Linked DNA regions of Mus musculus: regions 2, 3 and 4 are each linked to region 1. Evidence: chromatin contacts called from public Hi-C and HiChIP or PLAC-seq data. All regions are on one chromosome and are shown on one strand. The core of a region is the stretch at or near the end of the contact, and the rest is flanking DNA. Distances in the headings are between cores, read along the strand shown.

The links. A called contact is a pair of places that touch in the nucleus more often than the background predicts. HiChIP or PLAC-seq counts read pairs in DNA pulled down with a chosen protein or histone mark.
Region 2: an H3K27ac HiChIP or PLAC-seq map of oligodendrocyte precursor cells shows a contact between it and region 1, with 6 times the contacts expected there. The contact joins the enhancer-like site here to the promoter of Rora in region 1. A contact is called at or near these places in 3 of 39 promoter capture datasets (cranial neural crest, embryonic stem cells and maxillary cranial neural crest), 5 of 484 Hi-C or Micro-C datasets (cerebral cortex, cortical neurons, myocytes and 1 more), 12 of 115 datasets of contacts at active chromatin or transcription factors (craniofacial prominence, embryonic basal ganglia, embryonic forebrain and 8 more) and 3 of 9 other capture datasets (adipose tissue, embryonic stem cells and pancreatic islet).
Region 3: an H3K27ac HiChIP or PLAC-seq map of heart atrium shows a contact between it and region 1, with 13 times the contacts expected there. The contact joins the enhancer-like site here to the promoter of Rora in region 1. A contact is called at or near these places in 9 of 39 promoter capture datasets (the 3T3-L1 cell line, cranial neural crest, embryonic stem cells and 4 more), 4 of 484 Hi-C or Micro-C datasets (all in uterus) and 8 of 115 datasets of contacts at active chromatin or transcription factors (astrocytes, craniofacial prominence, embryonic forebrain and 4 more).
Region 4: a Hi-C map of muscle stem cells shows a contact between it and region 1, with 3 times the contacts expected there. The contact joins the enhancer-like site here to the promoter of Rora in region 1. A contact is called at or near these places in 7 of 39 promoter capture datasets (the 3T3-L1 cell line, the C10 cell line, cranial neural crest and 4 more), 1 of 484 Hi-C or Micro-C datasets (muscle stem cells) and 5 of 115 datasets of contacts at active chromatin or transcription factors (craniofacial prominence, embryonic forebrain, embryonic limb bud and 2 more).

The regions. Positions count from the first base shown.
Region 1 is chr9:68,652,063-68,655,943 of GRCm38.p6, forward strand. It overlaps Rora (RAR-related orphan receptor alpha), which reads left to right and starts at 1,724. Exons shown (of 11, transcript NM_013646.2): 1 at 1,724-1,910. The coding sequence starts at 1,745. It overlaps Gm31325 (a long non-coding RNA gene), which reads right to left and starts at 1,729. Exons shown (of 2, transcript XR_379584.1): 1 at 1,663-1,729; 2 at 1,005-1,346.
Region 2 is chr9:69,312,781-69,316,987 of GRCm38.p6, forward strand. The region is part of intron 2 of Rora (RAR-related orphan receptor alpha); the gene reads left to right. Among named protein-coding and RNA genes, the nearest start is that of Gm46153, 9.3 kb to the left of the region's middle. Within about 2 kb of position 1,826, at least 24 of the 459 cell types and tissues checked have an H3K27ac peak or open chromatin away from gene starts, as enhancers often do. A contact at or near this core is called in oligodendrocyte precursor cells, where this site is marked.
Region 3 is chr9:68,130,131-68,134,412 of GRCm38.p6, forward strand. No RefSeq gene overlaps it. Among named protein-coding and RNA genes, the nearest start is that of Gm20745, 110 kb to the left of the region's middle. Within about 2 kb of position 1,406, at least 14 of the 459 cell types and tissues checked have an H3K27ac peak or open chromatin away from gene starts, as enhancers often do. A contact at or near this core is called in heart atrium, neural progenitor cells and uterus, where this site is marked.
Region 4 is chr9:68,107,963-68,112,270 of GRCm38.p6, forward strand. No RefSeq gene overlaps it. Among named protein-coding and RNA genes, the nearest start is that of Gm20745, 84 kb to the left of the region's middle. Within about 2 kb of position 2,614, at least 1 of the 459 cell types and tissues checked has an H3K27ac peak or open chromatin away from gene starts, as enhancers often do. A contact at or near this core is called in muscle stem cells, where this site is marked.

The DNA.
Region 1 (3,881 bases), core at 474-2,973:
GAGACCATTATAGCACTGTGTACAGGCACCAGCGGATAGTCTATGGCCAGGGATCATTGCAGAGCTCAGATTTAGGTGTTAGAAGCCTTCACATCCCATCCAGATCATCTGGAAGAATGGGCCACAGCTAGGCAGGTGAATACACAGGCCATGGCAAAGATCACTGTGTGCTTGAATCCAATCCACATAACCAATCAACAGCAACTGGCAGGGGGTGTGGGAGGAGCCTTCTTAAACTATTTAACTAGATTTATCCTTTTTTTTTTTTTTAAAAAAAGCATTTTCCAAACCAGAAAATTAGCAAAGTACAATGTCTCCCCATTCTCCCCCCACCGCACACCCCTGAAACACACTTATTTTTGCCACCTTCTGGTAGATAATAATATTTGTGTTGTTAAATTTTTCAGGTTTTCTGGAAGGAAGGTGGGGGTGTAAAAATGAACTGATTTCATTAGCATCTTCAGAAATAAAAGGAAATGGTGGCTTCATTATTGAGACAGAGAAGCCAGCTCTCACATAAGGATATTCACCACCCAGCCTATTAGTGCTGATATTTCCTACTGGAGTTTGGGGTAGAGGTAAGCACTTAATTCTCAGCTTTCCTTAAGTATCAGCTAGTAGATGGGTGTGCTCCAAAGGGAGTTAAGCTCAGAATCATGCCTTATAAAGATAAGACTCGTTAATTATCTGGATTTTTTTTATTATCCAGACGTTATTAATACCTCTCCAGGATGTCTGTCTGCTGTAGATGAGCCTGTGCATTTAATAGCAAAAATACCAGTGGGAATAGGAAACTAGCAGACACACTGGAGTTCAGATGCAGCTAGGCCCCTTTCATGGGTTCAGAAGTCCTTCACCAAACTGACCAAAGTTTTCTTCACAAAATAGTGGCCTGCCAAACAGTTTCTGGATCCTTCATGGAGGAAAAAAAAAAAAAAAAAAAAACACGGCAAAAGAGCTTGAAAGAGACCTCTTCCCATAACACTAGTTACTGGCTAGACATATGCATCCTACAATCACAAAATTTATTTTAGACTCAGTCATATCTAAGACTGGAAACCCCAGACTGTCCCATCCCAAAGTAAAAAGCGCCAAGTTTGTCGTCTGGTCCTCCCACCTTCCTCCTTCCAGAGGGTTGTCAGTCAGCTTCTAATTCCCTTTTAGTTTTCCCCAGCCTCGGACCGAGCTTGCAGAGAGCTGCAGTTACCAGCGAGTGCCCCAACGCGGATAACCGGATTTGTCTCCTCCTCCCAAGCTGGCTGCGGATAGGAGACACCGAGTTACTGCCCCCGAGGGAATCTCAAAAGTAGACAGAGCCACACGTCGCCGACCGATCCTTTCTGTAGCTGGGTTAAAGAGGAGAGGGAGGATCGGGGCGCAGGAGGCACCCCATCTTTCTCCTCCCTCCCTCTTCTCCACCTCCCAAATTTGGCAGCCTTGTGTAGCTCCCGGTCTGGGGTCTGGAGGGTGGAGAGTGTGGGTGCGGGGGCCGGCTGGAGACGCTCTCGCTAGCGCTGCCTGTGGCCAAACCCGCCTCACGTCCCCTCTCGGCCGCACACGCGTCCACCGCCACTCGCGCGCTCGCTCGCGCTCTCGCCTGGCTAGGTCCCTCCTGCTCTCGCCCGTCTCCTTTTCCTTTTTTTTTTTTTTTTTTTTTGGTACCATAGAGTCGCTCTGAAAACAGAAGATAGAGGGAGTCTCGGAGCTCGCCATCTCCGCCGATCTCTACATTGGGAAAAAAAACATGGAGTCAGCTCCGGCAGCCCCCGACCCCGCCGCCAGCGAACCGGGCAGCAGCGGCTCGGAGGCGGCCGCGGGCTCCAGGGAGACCCCGCTGACCCAGGACACGGGCCGCAAGAGCGAGGCACCGGGCGCGGGGCGCAGGCAGAGCTATGCGAGCTCCAGCCGAGGTAGGAGACGCTGCGACCAGGCTCCGGGCAGGGGGGCGGCGGGAGCGGTGCGCCGAGCCCGGAGGGGACCAGGCACCCCGGGGGAGCGCGCGCTCGGGGAGCGGGCGACACGCGGGGTCCCCGGGACCGGTGCACGCGCGCGCGAGCCTATCGTGGTGCCCTGAGCGACCGGCACCCCCGCCCCTCCCCCCGCGGCCCCCCACAAATGTTGCAAACTTTTGCAAGCCAGTGCTGGGCTTGCGGGAGAGGGCAATGGGGGACGGACCCGAGCGTTGACAGCCAGACGACTCCAACCCCACCTCCCCCTTGATTGCATGTTTTATTTTCTGCAAAGAAGAGCTATCCAAATTAAATACGATTCCCCCCACCAAAAAGAAACCGAGATGGGGGAGTGGGGGTAAAGAAACTTTTAAAGCGGTAGTGTCCTTTTAAGAAGGGGGAGGGGGTCTGTTTGTGGCTACTCGCTTTCTCGGTTACCTTTTCTGCTTTTGACAGTTTCCCTCATACCCATCCCCACCACCCCGCGGTAGGAATCGAGAAGTGTTCGAATCCTCCCTCTCCCGGAAAAGCTTGGAGGTTCGGGAGGAGTGAGAGACCTAGAAGTCTCAGGGGGCGGAAGGGGGGCGACGCGGGCAGCTTCTCTTCTGCAGCTCTTGGGGGTAGGCTTGGAGGACAAGGCAGAGAGATCCGGGTCCCAGCGCGCGGGATGTTGTGGAGTTGATTTTCCCCGCCGGGCAAAAGGAAGAAGCGCAACTTTGTAGCCGTGGGTTCGGAGCCCGCAGTCCTAGAGGAGGCTGGCAGGGGGCGTGTGCAGCGCGCGGAGGGAGGGCAATGGTGGAGTGGGGCGCTCCACGCGCGATTGGAGGGAGCGGCTGCGAGGCAAACAAGCCGAGAGAGAAAGCCGAGAAAAGCACCCAAACTTATTTCTGCTCTGGGAATCCTCCGCTCGCCGCGATGCCCAGCGTTTCTGCCGGAACCTGGGGTTGATCGGAGTTGAGTGCTGGTTGGCCAGGGCTAAGGAGGCAGCCCTTCCTGGGCCTTTGGTTCATTTTGTGTTGGTGTCTGGAGTGTGTGAAAGAGAGGACCTGGGGAGACAAGGGTGCTTGCTCCTCTCCGGTCGTTTTCCAAAAGTGGTCTAACCGGGGGAGCGCGGGTGGGGGGAGCTGACTTCTTTCTTAAAGGTGTCAGAAGCTGCTGTGGGATCCCCACCCCCTCCTTCGGGGGTGGGGGATTATTTATTTGAATGCTCCTGGAGTTTGCAAAGAGCAGGAGGAAGCTGCAGCTTTAATTACTGTTGTAAATAATGTATAAATCACGCCTGTCACTCCGGAGGAAGCAGGCTCCTGCGAGCCACCCAGGGGCTTGGGACAGAGTGGATCTCTCCAGCCAGGTTTGGCGGCTATGGGGTCTGTGGGGAGACGAAGGGGGGACCGAGAGCCCCTCCCTTCCTCTTGGATGTGTTAGTTGGAGGTAGGAACATGGCTGATCATGTGCTGGCTGTTTTACAGTATTCTCCCCTCCCGCCCCACCTTAGCCACACCCCCTGTCCGGGAGCTTTCCCATTCACGGAATTCAAGTACAGTAAAAGCCATCCGGATGACATATGCTGCTGCTGGTGGTGGTGGTGGGGTACCATTTAATTAAAGGCGATTTCCGAAGAGTGTGTCGAGGCTCTGTTTGAATCAGGGGAATGGGGGCGACAAGGACCGGGACGAAAGGAAAGGGGTGTGTGTGAAGGCTTCGGGTGGGGGGCGGCCGCAACGGACCACCAGTTCTGCGAGTTTGTGCAGAGCTTTTGGCTGCAAGGAGTCTATTTAGAGCCCGAGATTTGGAATGCGAGCGGGTTATGTAACAGGGTTAATCAGAAACGCTGGAGAAAATCCCCTTCATGTGTTTGGAGGCTTTTTTTTTTTTTTTTAAAAGAAGGGGTGCACAGTGTCTAGTAAGTGGCTCTGATTTCTAGTTTGTGCC
Region 2 (4,207 bases), core at 576-3,075, 660 kb after region 1:
ATATATAATGTATGTGTACATGGGTGTGCAGATTTATATAGATACTGGGAGTGACAGCAAGCACTCTTAGCTACTGAGCCACCTCTTTAGCCCCCAGGTTTTTTACATTTTCATGGAAAAATTAGATTGTTTTTTATCAAGTAGAAAAGTAGGAGAAAAAAATATATAGCTGAAGGCCCATGTGTGTACAGAGGCATGAATGTAGTCTTTAAGGGCACTACAGTGAACTCGGGACTATGTCAGGGAAGCCAACTGAATCATACCCCTTTATTCTGAGCATCATGAAAGTGCACCACTCCCTGTCGGCTGTGGTCTTCCAATTCCTCCCCCTAGTCCCCCAACACCCAATCAGAACCAAGGAGAGTAAATAACCACCTTCAGATAATACCAATGGGTAAACATGTCCAGAACTGATCATGTAAGGCAGTGTTGGCAGAGCCACTAGCTGGCAAAATAAAGAAAGGGTGAGTAGAAAAAAATATCAGTAGTCCAACACTGGACCATACAGGGCAGAATAGAGACCTGGTAAAATGACTAATAATATGGTAATATGCATTCTTCCTGTCTCATAAGTGGGTCCTGACAACTATCTAGTCCACAGCACTTGTGTGACTTGGGAGAAAAGAAGAGCTCAGAAAGGTTAAGTGGCTGGCTCAGCATCATCACCACTTAGCAGCAGAGTCAATTTTGGAACTTTGGTCTCTTGACTCTCAGTGCAATGGCCCAACTACTGTACCATGACCTTCTAATTGATTGCGTGATGACAGCCCATGTCAGGGGTATAGGGTCAGGTTCACGGAGACCTCTAAAAGAATAGCTGTTGGAGACTCATCACTAAAGCTGTTTGTGGTATTAACCATCTCCAAAGGACCAAAACGAATTAATACAGTTCAGCATAAAATCTGAAGTTACATCTAGAATGGAAGGTCATTTTGTGTGTGCATTGAGCCACCTAACAAGTATTTATTAAGAAATGCCTGTGTCGTGTTTGCGTGACCTGCAGCTCAGGAACAACTGTCTCCTCTGTAAGAGGCCAGGGGGTGCGAGGGGACACCTCTGGGTCTGTCCCCTTCGTGTCTCTTCCCCTCCCTTCTGTGTCTCAGGTACACATCTTCCCTTTCTCTGGGTTGTCATATCCTTTTCATCTGCTCTTTAAATGTCAATCTCTGTTCTCTTCTCCTTTCTTAGCCAGTGTAGGTTTCTCCTGTTTATCTCGCTCTCCCTTGACTGACGCATTCTATTTGCATGTCTTTAGCTGCAGTTAATATCTGCTAAATCAAACCATATTGGGCTTGAATAGCTTCCTTTGAGTTCTGAATAAAAGGATGCTTCAGCCGCCTGGCTCTGCAACTGTAGGTTCTTTGTCAGTCAGGAGGTTTAACTTACTCAAAACCTTCCTTGTCCCCATCCCCGCGTCCCTATATTGTTCATCTTCCCCCTGTTCAAGCCAGCTCACCCTTTGAGCTGTTATTCCTGTAAACTGATCCCTGTTTGGGGGAAATGACTGCTGTTTCATTTACTTACATGGCTTGGTGAATGAGGACACCTATTGTTCTGTTTGTTTGCTGGTGTCTTCTTTTCACTAGACTACCACCCCACGGTCATTAGAAGGACCACGACCACTGCTGTCTTCAGCTTAGCCATAGTGAGCATGAACTAAGCATCGGGTCAGAGGACTTGAACCTAAAATGAACAGCCCTCTGTTATTTTTTTTTTCCTGAGGAGGAGAGCAAGATGAGCAAGTCACTTGCATTGATTGGTTGAGTTCAACCAGTTTCCTATAGCTGATGTCTCCTACCGCAGAGAAATGATTAGATTCTAAGTGCCAGAAGAAAGGTGTGAAAAGACACTAACCACAGAAAATGCCTCTTGTAAAGTATGTCATCCACTATTGATTTTACACCCAGGAAGTGCCAGAGTCTTGAAATTTTTTGTTTGTTTGACGCAAAAGCATCGGAAACGAAATCCACATGAAATATATCAAAACTCCACAGCCAACTTTTACCCTCTTCATCTCTGTCATTCAACAGCTGCCTGTCCTTGCCTCTCAAAGAAGCCATGCTAAGGGTTTGATAGCATAACAGCGATACTTAGATTCAAGATCAACTTCTATTACCAGGAAAGTGAAAGGAATTCATGGGTGAGTGGGCTCTGTGCCTGCCGGCTGCATAAGTGAACTGTGGGGATGCCCTACAACTCCAGCTGATAGATTCCCAGCTCTGTGCCTGTTCTGTCTCCTGCCTCCTGAGAATTAGTGGCAAGTCCTGACTTCCTATGCAGGACATTCTAGAGATAAGGGACTTCCTTTCTGAGAGGCAGTCTCACGCCACACTAGGGAGATGAGTGAGGGGTTGGTGTCCTTGGGGAAGATGTGCATAACTCGTCTTCTTTCTCCCAAGTCTATCAGCCGTAGAAAGCAAAGAAAGCAACCTTCCTGTCAGCAAGCTGAAGACTCTCAAGTAAGAGAGGCCTTTGGGGCTTCTTTCGGTATCACTGTCTGAGGCTACATGGCTGTTCTGCCTCCCATCATAAAGGCCAACACTAATCTCTGGCAAGTCAGAAAAGTACAGGAGGCCAAAGTGACAGTGGGAACCTTGGGTACTATCCTACCCATTTTCCAGCAGAGGAACAGTCCCTACCCGCTTCCCCAGAGCTTACTATCCAGGAAACCATCCTCTCATGCAGGGAGTTCTCGGGGGATCAAGAATGTCCACATATGGAAACATTTTAGATTATCACATCTGGAAAGAGCTCCCAGCAACTAATAAGGAGAGGCCATGGAGAGTGCTACACATCCACAAGGCCCAAGACAACCTTAGAGCAAAGAATTCTCTGGTATAAAATTCCAGCAATGCCAAGCGATAGAAATCCCCACAGAACATGGGCTTTGGCTCAGCTTCATTCATAATGGGTCCTTTGCATGTGACATCAGCATTTTCTACCAGAGTAAGTTCTCTTTTTAAATGTTTGTCTGAATTGGATCTGTTGAGGTAAGTCTTTAATCATGCCCAGGAGACAGAGAAAGGAGGACTCAGAGTTCAAGACCAATCCGGGCCACTTCACAAGATCCTGTCTCAAAATAAAACTAGGCTGAGCCTGTAGCTTTGTTGTAGAGAGCTGGCCTGGCATGTGTGGGGCCCTGGTTCCATCCTCAGTACTGTTAAAACGTACTCATGTTCACGTTCTTTATGCATGCAGGTGTGTTTTTAAGTGCTTGCAAAGGCCATGCGTTAACCTCAGCTGTCATTCTGTAGGTGACAACCACCTTGTGTTTTTCGAAATAGTGTCTCCAATTTGGCTCGGAGTCTATCAAGTTGGCTATGCTAGCTGGCCAGCAAACTGCAAAATTCCTCCTATTTCTTCTTTACTGTTCTTGGAATACAAGCATCAGCTACAATGAATGATTTGTTTGCTTGTTTGTTAGTTTGTTTGTTTGACATGGGTTCTGGATAATCAAACTGAGGTCCTCATACTTGCAAAGCAAATCATTTACTGACTAAGCTCACTTTCTGGCCCCTTGTCTTATTGGCATGAGGGACACAGTAAAAGCATCGCATTATCAACAGAAGGGAGGGGCATATTGCATCCCACGATAGAGTCAAGACTAAACATGAAAGAGGGCATCTTGCTACTAGTGAAAACACAAACACAAATGTTCAGTGCCCCTAGACAGGTGAAGTGGGGATGGAGAAAGGAAGTGCCTGGATCTCTGAACAGCACACATGTTGATGAGAGAGCCCTGGTCCTTAGCTCTGACCCACTGACAACATTTGGAATAACTGGTCTACCACCACAAGCTCTGCTCCCATTTTGTTTTAAGAGAATATGTCAATCTGAACTGGATTGTGATGATTACTAATGACTAGAAACACATTTTGAGATTCACAGACGACTTATGAAGTCTGAGTAGTGCTTAATGGCTGTTTCACTGTGTTATGTCTTTATCGTTATTGGAGATTCTGTGGCTAATCATTGGACAGGTTGCATATATCTGCCCTACAATGTGTGGATCCATACTTGGTGCCTTCTGTTCCAAAACATTGAAGGAAGGTGGTAAATACATTCAAGCCCCTTATCCAGTTCTCAGGGCCCCGCAGAGCTGTTGTCTCCCACCTGGCCAGCTGCCTTCCATCCTCACTGTGAGCCTTTGATCCCTCTCAGCTTCCCTAAAGGCCCAGCTTTGCTGCCTTTGAGTGTACTGTTGTGT
Region 3 (4,282 bases), core at 156-2,655, 520 kb before region 1:
GGTTTACAATTACAAAGGAATCAGAGTCTGTCATGGCAGGGAGGCATGGCAGCAGGCAGCAAGCAGGGCACTGGAGCATGAAGCCGAGTGCTCACTCATTGAACTGTAAGCAAGGAGAGGGGGTGATGTGAGGCTTTGAAACCTCAAAGCCTCCCACTCCCAGTGACCTATGCCCTCTAGCAAGACCACACTTCCTAGACTTCAAACATCACCACCAACTGAGGACCAAGAATTCAAATATCTGAACCTATAGGGGAACATTCTCATTCAAAGCACCACAGTGAGGCCTGTGTTTATCTTCAATGGAACTTGAGATTACTAAGGTTCTATTCAGGAATATGGGTTAGGGATACTTCATCTCCAAAGCCTGCCCCAATATGGGTGGCTACTCATAAAAGCAATGCAGGACTTGAAGCCTCCATGCAGCTCTTGTAACCTCAAAGCAGGACTTGCAGACATTGCCTTGCAGGCAGCTCTGCTGATTGGAGAGTCTTTGTCCTATGCAACTCTTATACTTTATATAACCTTGGAGAACAGCCTTGCCAAGAAGGTTCCAGGAACTTCCTGTGTCGTGTAAGTTTCAGTGACTTCCTGAGTCTTACCAAGCCTCCCTCCAGGAAAGAGTTTTAATTGGGAAGAGAGCTATATGGCAACTGCTGTGTGCCTTTTGGCATTCTCTTTTCCATTCTCTCAGAGTAGAGGATTAGTAAGACAGATATAGCACTAACATGGTGACTGATGTACAGTGTGTATGCCACTGAAGGAACTCAGTATCCAAAGCTCCCAGTAACTTCCTTAGAGATCTGTTTTTACTTCCCTTTTATGGAGGTTGAAATGGAAGCATAGAGGTCCTAGGTGCCTTGTCTGAAGTGTCAGATAGAATAGGACTGCAGGGAATGTATTCTGTGCTATGATACCCAGGGCGTCTTTACTATCAGGAAAGGAGAGCCAGTGAGGCAGAGTGGGGCACATTAACTCATAGGAACTCTCCCACTCTTGTTTGCATGTGTGCATGTCATGGCATACATGTGGAGGTCAGAGGTCAACATAGTGGCATTGATTCTTTCCTTCTGTCTTTAGAAGTGTTCCAGGTGTTGAGCCCAGGTCCAGGGTTGCAGAGCAAAATACTACCGGCTCCCTTCTGCCTCCCACTTAGTTGGGGGCTCAAGTCTTAGAAGATGAAAACTGAGCCTGAAATGAAAAGGGAGTCTAGAAATGTTTGTTTACCCACATTCCAGGAATGGTGGAAAACTCTTTGTAACTGCCAGAAGTTGGAGAAGCCAGCTGTTGTCTTTTGGTTTCAGAATGGGGGAAGGGTGGGAGAATGAGCTATTTTGGCTGCACCAGGGGAAGCTGACTGAAGGAGCAAAGATGCTGTGTGTACAAATGGTTCAAATCTGGTGAAAGAAAACATTGTTTGTACCCTGGTGTCCTGGAGAGACTCTGACTGGGGGCACTGGCCCAGGAAGAAGGCTGTAGAAGGAACTTGGCTTTCTTTCAGTCTTTTACTTTTGCTCTGGCCAAGTTAAAATCTTTATTTAAAACTTTTTATTACATTTAAATTTATTTTATTTTGCTTGCGTGTGTATGAGTGTGGGGCCATGTGTGACATAGTGCATGTGTGGAGGTCAGATGGCAGTTGGCAGGAGTCTGTTCTTCTTTTACCATGTGGGTCCTAGGTATAGAATGCTGGTTGGCAGGGTTGCCAGCAGGTATCTGTGTACTGAGCCAGTGATTCAGCCCCACCTCTCTCCAATATTACCCTTTTCCCTTCTGCAGTGAGATGACTTCAGTGTGCTTGGTATCCCCGTAGTTTTATGCTTCTCTAGTCATAGAGCATGTTAGCCAGCCATCGTCATTTAGCAGGAGCACATCACAACCGTCTTAGTGCTCTCTATTTGCTGTGGTCTTCTGTGTTGGCACTGATAGCCCTCACTGGCTCGCTGGGACATCTGTGTTGTACTCTGCCCATCCTATTACCATGCTACAAGGCAGTCACTTCTTGACTGTGCACATTTCTATCTTGAATGTTTCTAGTAATGCTGCAGTAATGATTTTTATTCAACTTTCCTGGAAAATCTTTGTGAAAATTTTCTGGTTTGGGTATCAAAGGTAGTACCAACTTTGGCAACAAAGTTACCACACAAAATAAGTAAGATAATTTAAATTTTTTTTCAATTGCTTGAAACTTTAGATTACAGAAAAAAAAAAACACTTCTTTTTTTCTTTTAAAGTGAAGATGAGATGTGATGACACTGGTGTTCAAAATCATTTTGGTTGTTTTTTTTTTTTTTTTCCTAAAGATTTACTTTATGTTTTATTTATGTGCCTGTGTATCTACTACATCTCTGTATGTGAATATAAGGCAGTACCTGAAGAGGTCAGAAGAGGGGATTAGACATCTGTAGCTGGAGTTACCCGTGGCTGGGAGCTGTCCAAAGTGGTTGTTATCTTTTAAAGGGGAAAGCCAACTGGATGACATCAGAAGAAGCAGGCAAAGAATAGAATTGTTGAACCACAAGATACATGTATTGCTAAGTTCTTCCCTAAAAGTATTTCATCAGTTGTATTTCCCTCAGGATGGTGTGAGGGTTATAACTTTGTATTTGCCCCAAAGTTGGCAGTACTTAATTTATCTGATGTCTTGAGGTTTAAAATTTGTTCTAAACTCATACAGTGGTGGCATTCTCTCCCTTTCTTATAAATTGCTTACGCCCATAATTTGTTTCTTTTCCTATGGTATATTTGTCTTTATATTAATGATATCAGGAATATAGTTTTGGATAGCCTCATTAAAACCCATGTCACTACCAAGTGTCTTCTCTGGTTAGTTGTTTGTTGTGATGTCTATTGTAATCCAAAAGTTTTAACTTAAATATAATTAATTTTAACACATTGTTTTTTATTATAATACTTGCTTTGGGGGCATCTCATTTAAGGTATCATATCACCCCATCTTTCTAAAGATAATTCTTGTATGTTTTATTATGCTATGTCTAAAAACTGTTGCACAGGCTTTTTTATGTGCAGTTCAATTTTTGTTCAGTATGGACTAAGGATGCAGTTATATAGTTTTCTATGCTAACTGTTAACTAGCAATTAGCTTATTTGAAGGTCCTCATCTCACTTAGATGTTATAAAATTTTTCTGGATCAACTTGTGTGCACATGTGTGTATGTCTGTCTCTCTGTGTGTGCATGTACATGCTTGCACATCTGTGTACCACCTACCAACCATCTATCATCTGTCTGTCTGCCTGTCTGTCTGCCTGTCTGTCTGCCTGTCTATCTGTCTACCTGCCTATCTGTCTATCTGTCTGTCTGTCTATCTATCTATCTATCTATCTATCTATCTATCTATCTATCTATCTATCTATCTATCTATAATCTATCTATATATTTATCATCTATTTATTTTGTCTATGATTGTTCATGTCATTTAGAATCCTGAATTTATATGAGTTATATTTTCCATAATTTCTCCTTATTTAGGTATAATTCACCCCCTTTTAAAAAATTGGGCAGATTTACTTGAAGTTTGTCTCAAGTCCAGCTTTTAGTCTTCTAAGTCTTTAATATATTTCCCATTATTTTTTTATTCGTATCTTATTTATTTGTTTCTACACTCTTTGTTCTTTAATCTGTTTTCTCTTAGCTCTTAAAATGAATACTTAACTCAATTATTTTCAATATTTAATAGGTGAATGTAAGACTATAAATTTCCTCTAATCCTTGCTTTCATCGGATCTCATAAATTTGATATACAGTGCTTTCAGAGCAGTTTGCTTTTGAGAGTTCCAGTCCTCCCTCCACTGAGGGTTGTCCTTAACTCCTTGTTTACCCAAGTGCGACGTTTTCTGTCCAAATTCACGTTTTTATCTTGCTTAGTTTCCTTTTCTCTGTAATGATTTTGGAGTCAACTTCTCACGGTGTGTAAACAGACTGTATTTTCTCTGCTTGCTGGATTGTATGCCCCATCAATAGACCTAGGTCAATGTTAGTGCTCTTCAGAGCTGTTTTTTTCCCCTTAATCTTTGTCTTTGTTGATTATTTACCAACCAACATGTGAAAAAAGTGTTGCTAGCAGTGCTGCAGAGATGTCTTAGTGGATAAGAATGCTTGCAGTATAAGCATGAGGACCTAAGCTTGGATCTCAGCACCCATATAAAAAGCTAAGTATGCACCTGCCATACAAGTACTGTGCTGGGTGGAGACATAAGGATCTGGGGCTTGCTGGCTACCAGTGAGAGATTCAGTGTCAAGGGAATGAGATAGATAGAGCA
Region 4 (4,308 bases), core at 1,364-3,863, 540 kb before region 1:
AGTCCTAGGTTCATGAAAAGGAATCTGATTTCTCATATGGTTTGCCCCTCTCTTTTCTCACCATGAGATCTCAGCATTGCATTAAGGAATACTGTATGCCTAACATGTCTATGTATATCAGAGTTTTATATCCATTATGATTTCAAAAGTGGGCAAACGATACTGAAAGGGGCACGCAGGCTCAGGAGCCACAGTTGACAGTTAGTGGTTCTTATCGCACACTACCAACCAAGTGGACTGGATACCTATTCTCAACCAGTTTGCTAAGTCTTTGTCCTCAAAATAGTATCAGGCACAAGATGAACATGGATGCTTTTAATTTTCCCTTTCTGTCATTAGATTTATTTATTTATGTGTGTGCATATTGGTATGCATGTCAGCATGTAGGTATGGAGGTCAGAGAACAATTCATGAGATTCAGTTCTCTCCCTCCACCATGTGATCCAACTCACACCTTCAAGCTTGGTGGCGGTTTGCTTCACTAACTGACTCACATCTCCAGCCTTCTTGTAGTCTCTAAAATATTTTTTTGAGGGTGACTGGAGAGATGGGTCAGTTGTTAAGAGAAGTGGCCACTCTTGCAAAGCACCCCAGTTCAGTTTCCAGACTCACATCTTCAGGGGTTCTGGTGTCTTCTGGTCTCTTCCAGAACATCATATGGTGCACATACATAGAGGTAGGCACTCATTATGCCTAGTAATGAGGTTGAATACTCATTAGCTAAAAACACAGCTTTAAAAAGAAAATTTAAAACTATTTGGGGGCTTGTTTTCTAAATTCTATACATCAAGAATATATTATTTGTAACAAACATAGAAATAAATAGAATTCCTTAATATTCCTCTCTGCGAAAATTACATATAATTTTTGAGAGCTCAAAATTTGTCTATTTCTCAAGTCCTTTCTCTACATTCACTGAGTTGGTCTTCAGTCCCTGTAATTTACAGGAAACGGCTGGCGTGGGTCAAAGGCTGGCTTCTTAAATGCTCAAATCAAACCCACACTGTGAAGAGAAGAATGTCTAATGTCTCCTAGTGCTGACTGATGAAAACCTACAAAGTGACCACTTGTAGTTTTTTTGTGGAGAATCCACACATTCTGGCTTCCCTGCGCCTGTACAAATCTCCTCTGTCAACAGAAGGTGATTCCAGCATCCACCCGACTTTTGCTGAGCTCTGGGTTCTGCAGTATGTACTCTCCTTAGATAATAATGTTCTCAACCACCCCACCAGGTGGGTTCTGTTATTGTTCTTACGTTACAGGTGACTTTAGAAAGTTCAGGTCATTTAGATGTGGTCACACAGCTAGCAGTGTCCATACAAAGAAGTGGCCCAGGCTGACTCCGTGGTTTGTGCCATTAACCAATGCATAGTGGTAATGTGGCTGCTTTGTTTATGTGTGAGTGAGTACAGTTCTTAGAATTAGAAAGCAGATACACTCTGCTTACACAAACACACACATTCTCCCTCCTCTCTCTCTCTCTCTCTCACACACACACACACACACAGGACTCAATAGAAACTTATTTAACTTGTTTACCTTTAAAAAAAAAACGGTCCAGGTGATAATCTCTACAGTGTAGCGACAACACAAGACCTTTGAAACACAAAGCCTTACAAATGAGACTTACCTCTAAGGACTGTGTGAATCAAACAAGTTAAAATATATAGAGCCCCTGAGTGAAGGCCTGGCACAAACTAAGATCTCAGTAAATATCTACTGTCACTGTATTTTGTTGTAAGGTTTATACTTAGAGCTTTAGGAAGCCTGCAGAAGAGGTATTGATTAGGCCCCATTGGAAGGATGTCACGAGACTCTCTGTCCCAAGTGGGAACACAGAGCCTGCATCCACTATCTTCATTTCCATACCCAACATTTGTTTGTGTCCTGCATCCCAGATTCCCCCCGAATAACCTCATTCCACAGGCCCTGCTCTGCTCTGCGGTTTGGATAAGGAAGAGAAACTAACGGATCTCTTTTTCGTGGATTAAGAGAGTCAGAGCGAGTTTTGGCAGGCGTGGATTCCGTGACTGATTGGAAGTTCTGTCTGTTCATAACATAGCTGAAGGGGAGTTTGTCCAGTGGTTTGAGATTGACAGGCTGGAGGCTAATAGGATTCTCAATGGGCAGTGAAGGCCTGACTGAGAACCACAGACAGCTCATGCTGGACGTGTGGGGAATGAATGAATGGACCTGGTAGGTGCTGGGTTACAGAGAGGAGGGTGAGCCTGCTCCTCTCTGCCCTCTTTGCTCTTTCCCAGTGGACCTCGTCTTTCCAAAGGGTTAAGACAAGTGGCAGCTGTAGGGTAGAAAGTGGAGGCTAAGAGGCTGGCAGAGAGACTCTCCCTCCCTCCTCGGGGATGAGGAAAACCAGCCAGGAAATTCTGGAACTGGTGATGGCCGAACTGTGGAGTGGCCCCTGATAATCTGGGGAGCTGCTAACATTTATAGAAATGGGAATATATTTAAAATTCAAACATATAATTTCGACTATTTCCAGCTTCCCATATGTGTATCACCAAAAGTGAATTTTGAGAACAGTGTTGGGAAAATACCGCCTGGGGAAAGAGAAAAGTTACCGCGGAAGCCTGGTTTCTAGAATAATTTATTTCACAATAAGAGCAGATCCCTTTCCCCAGGGGAATATTTGACACAGTAATTGCGCTGGTGAACAGTCACTGTTTCATTTCATTCTCTCTCTCTCTCTCTCTCTCTCTCTCTCTCTCTCTCAAAACTTTCTTTGTAAAGCGAAGTGTTTGCAAGTCTCCCTGAGAGAGCATCTTAAACAAGAGGCCCAGGTTGGAAGTGTCTTTATGTGAGTATGTGCATCTAAGGGACAGGAATATATAGCCATCCATTCATCCTTGGACCTCAAAGCAACATCTTAGACAAAGAAAAGAGAAAAATCGGAAACCCTCGAGGTTAGAGACAGTGAGATGCATCTTTACAGAGTTAGAGCAGGAGGACACAGCCTGGCACGGATGGAAAACCGTAGCTCATTCGGAGTCACCTAAGACCAAGGAGTGATGATTGATTGGGTCACGGGATTGTGATTTTCTTTAAGAATATGGAACTCAACAATTTGTTGTTAATAATGATGCAGGATTCACACTAATGTGTGCATGTACCGTCAATGTCAGAAACTATGATGTAAGGAGATAAATGCAAATTTATAACTGATAAGTGTCTCGTACATTCGTGGCAAGAGCTGAGGTCGTATGCATGTGAGCGCAGAACACTTGATATGTGACCAACATTTCTGTTTTCCCCCATTTTCATGTGGGCATGTATGTGCGTTTGCATGCGTTGTGTACACATGTGCTCCTGCATGTAGAGGCTCCCAGTTGATGTCAAGAATCACTCCCAGTTACTCTTCTACTCAATTTGCTGAGGCAAGTCTTCACAGTCAAACCCAGAGCTCACTGATGAGGCTCATCTTGCTAGCCAGCTTGGGACCCCATTTCTGACTTCCAAGGTTGGAATTAGGGGCAGAAGGCCATGGCTTCTGGATGTGGATGTGAATCCCAGGGGTCCAAATTCCAGTCTACATGCTTGTGTCACAAGCACTTTAACCAGTGATCAATCTCCCCAGACCCTCAAGTTCTATATTTTATAAGGATCCATTGATATAGGCCTGCAGATAAGTTCAATGTAGATATAATTTGTTTATATTGACTGTGATATTTTATACTAGGTATGCTAACCTAACAAAGTGATTCCATGATGACACCTTCACAAATACAACGATTTTAAAAAGATGAACTTTGTATTTATAATGTATATTTTAAATAATGTTTTTATTTATTCTTTGAGAATTTTATACAATATATTTTGACCATGTTCATTCCCTCCAACTTTCCCCAGATCTTCCCTCCAGTCAACTTTGTGTCCCATTGCTCTTTTTAAAACACACACAAACACACACACACACACACACACACACACACACACTCTCACACAACCAAATCCATGAAGACCAGTTTGTGTTGGCTAAGAACTCTTTAGGGTGGGGGCCACCTTGGAGTGTGGTTGCTACACTGGGTATCATATCTTTGAAAAAAGTTGACTTTCTCTCTCTCAGCTGCAAATACCAAGAGCTCCTCGGTTAGGCCTGGGATTACATGCCCATCCCCTTTCCTCTATGCTGGAACTTTTGTCTGGTTTGAGCTTGTGCGGGTGTTATACATACTGTCATAGTCTCGGGGGGGGGGAGTCATATGTAAATCTCCTCTGTTGTGTCTGGAAAACATTATTTCCTTGAAGTCATCCACTGTTCCCAGCTCTTAAATCTTTCTACTCATCTTCTAC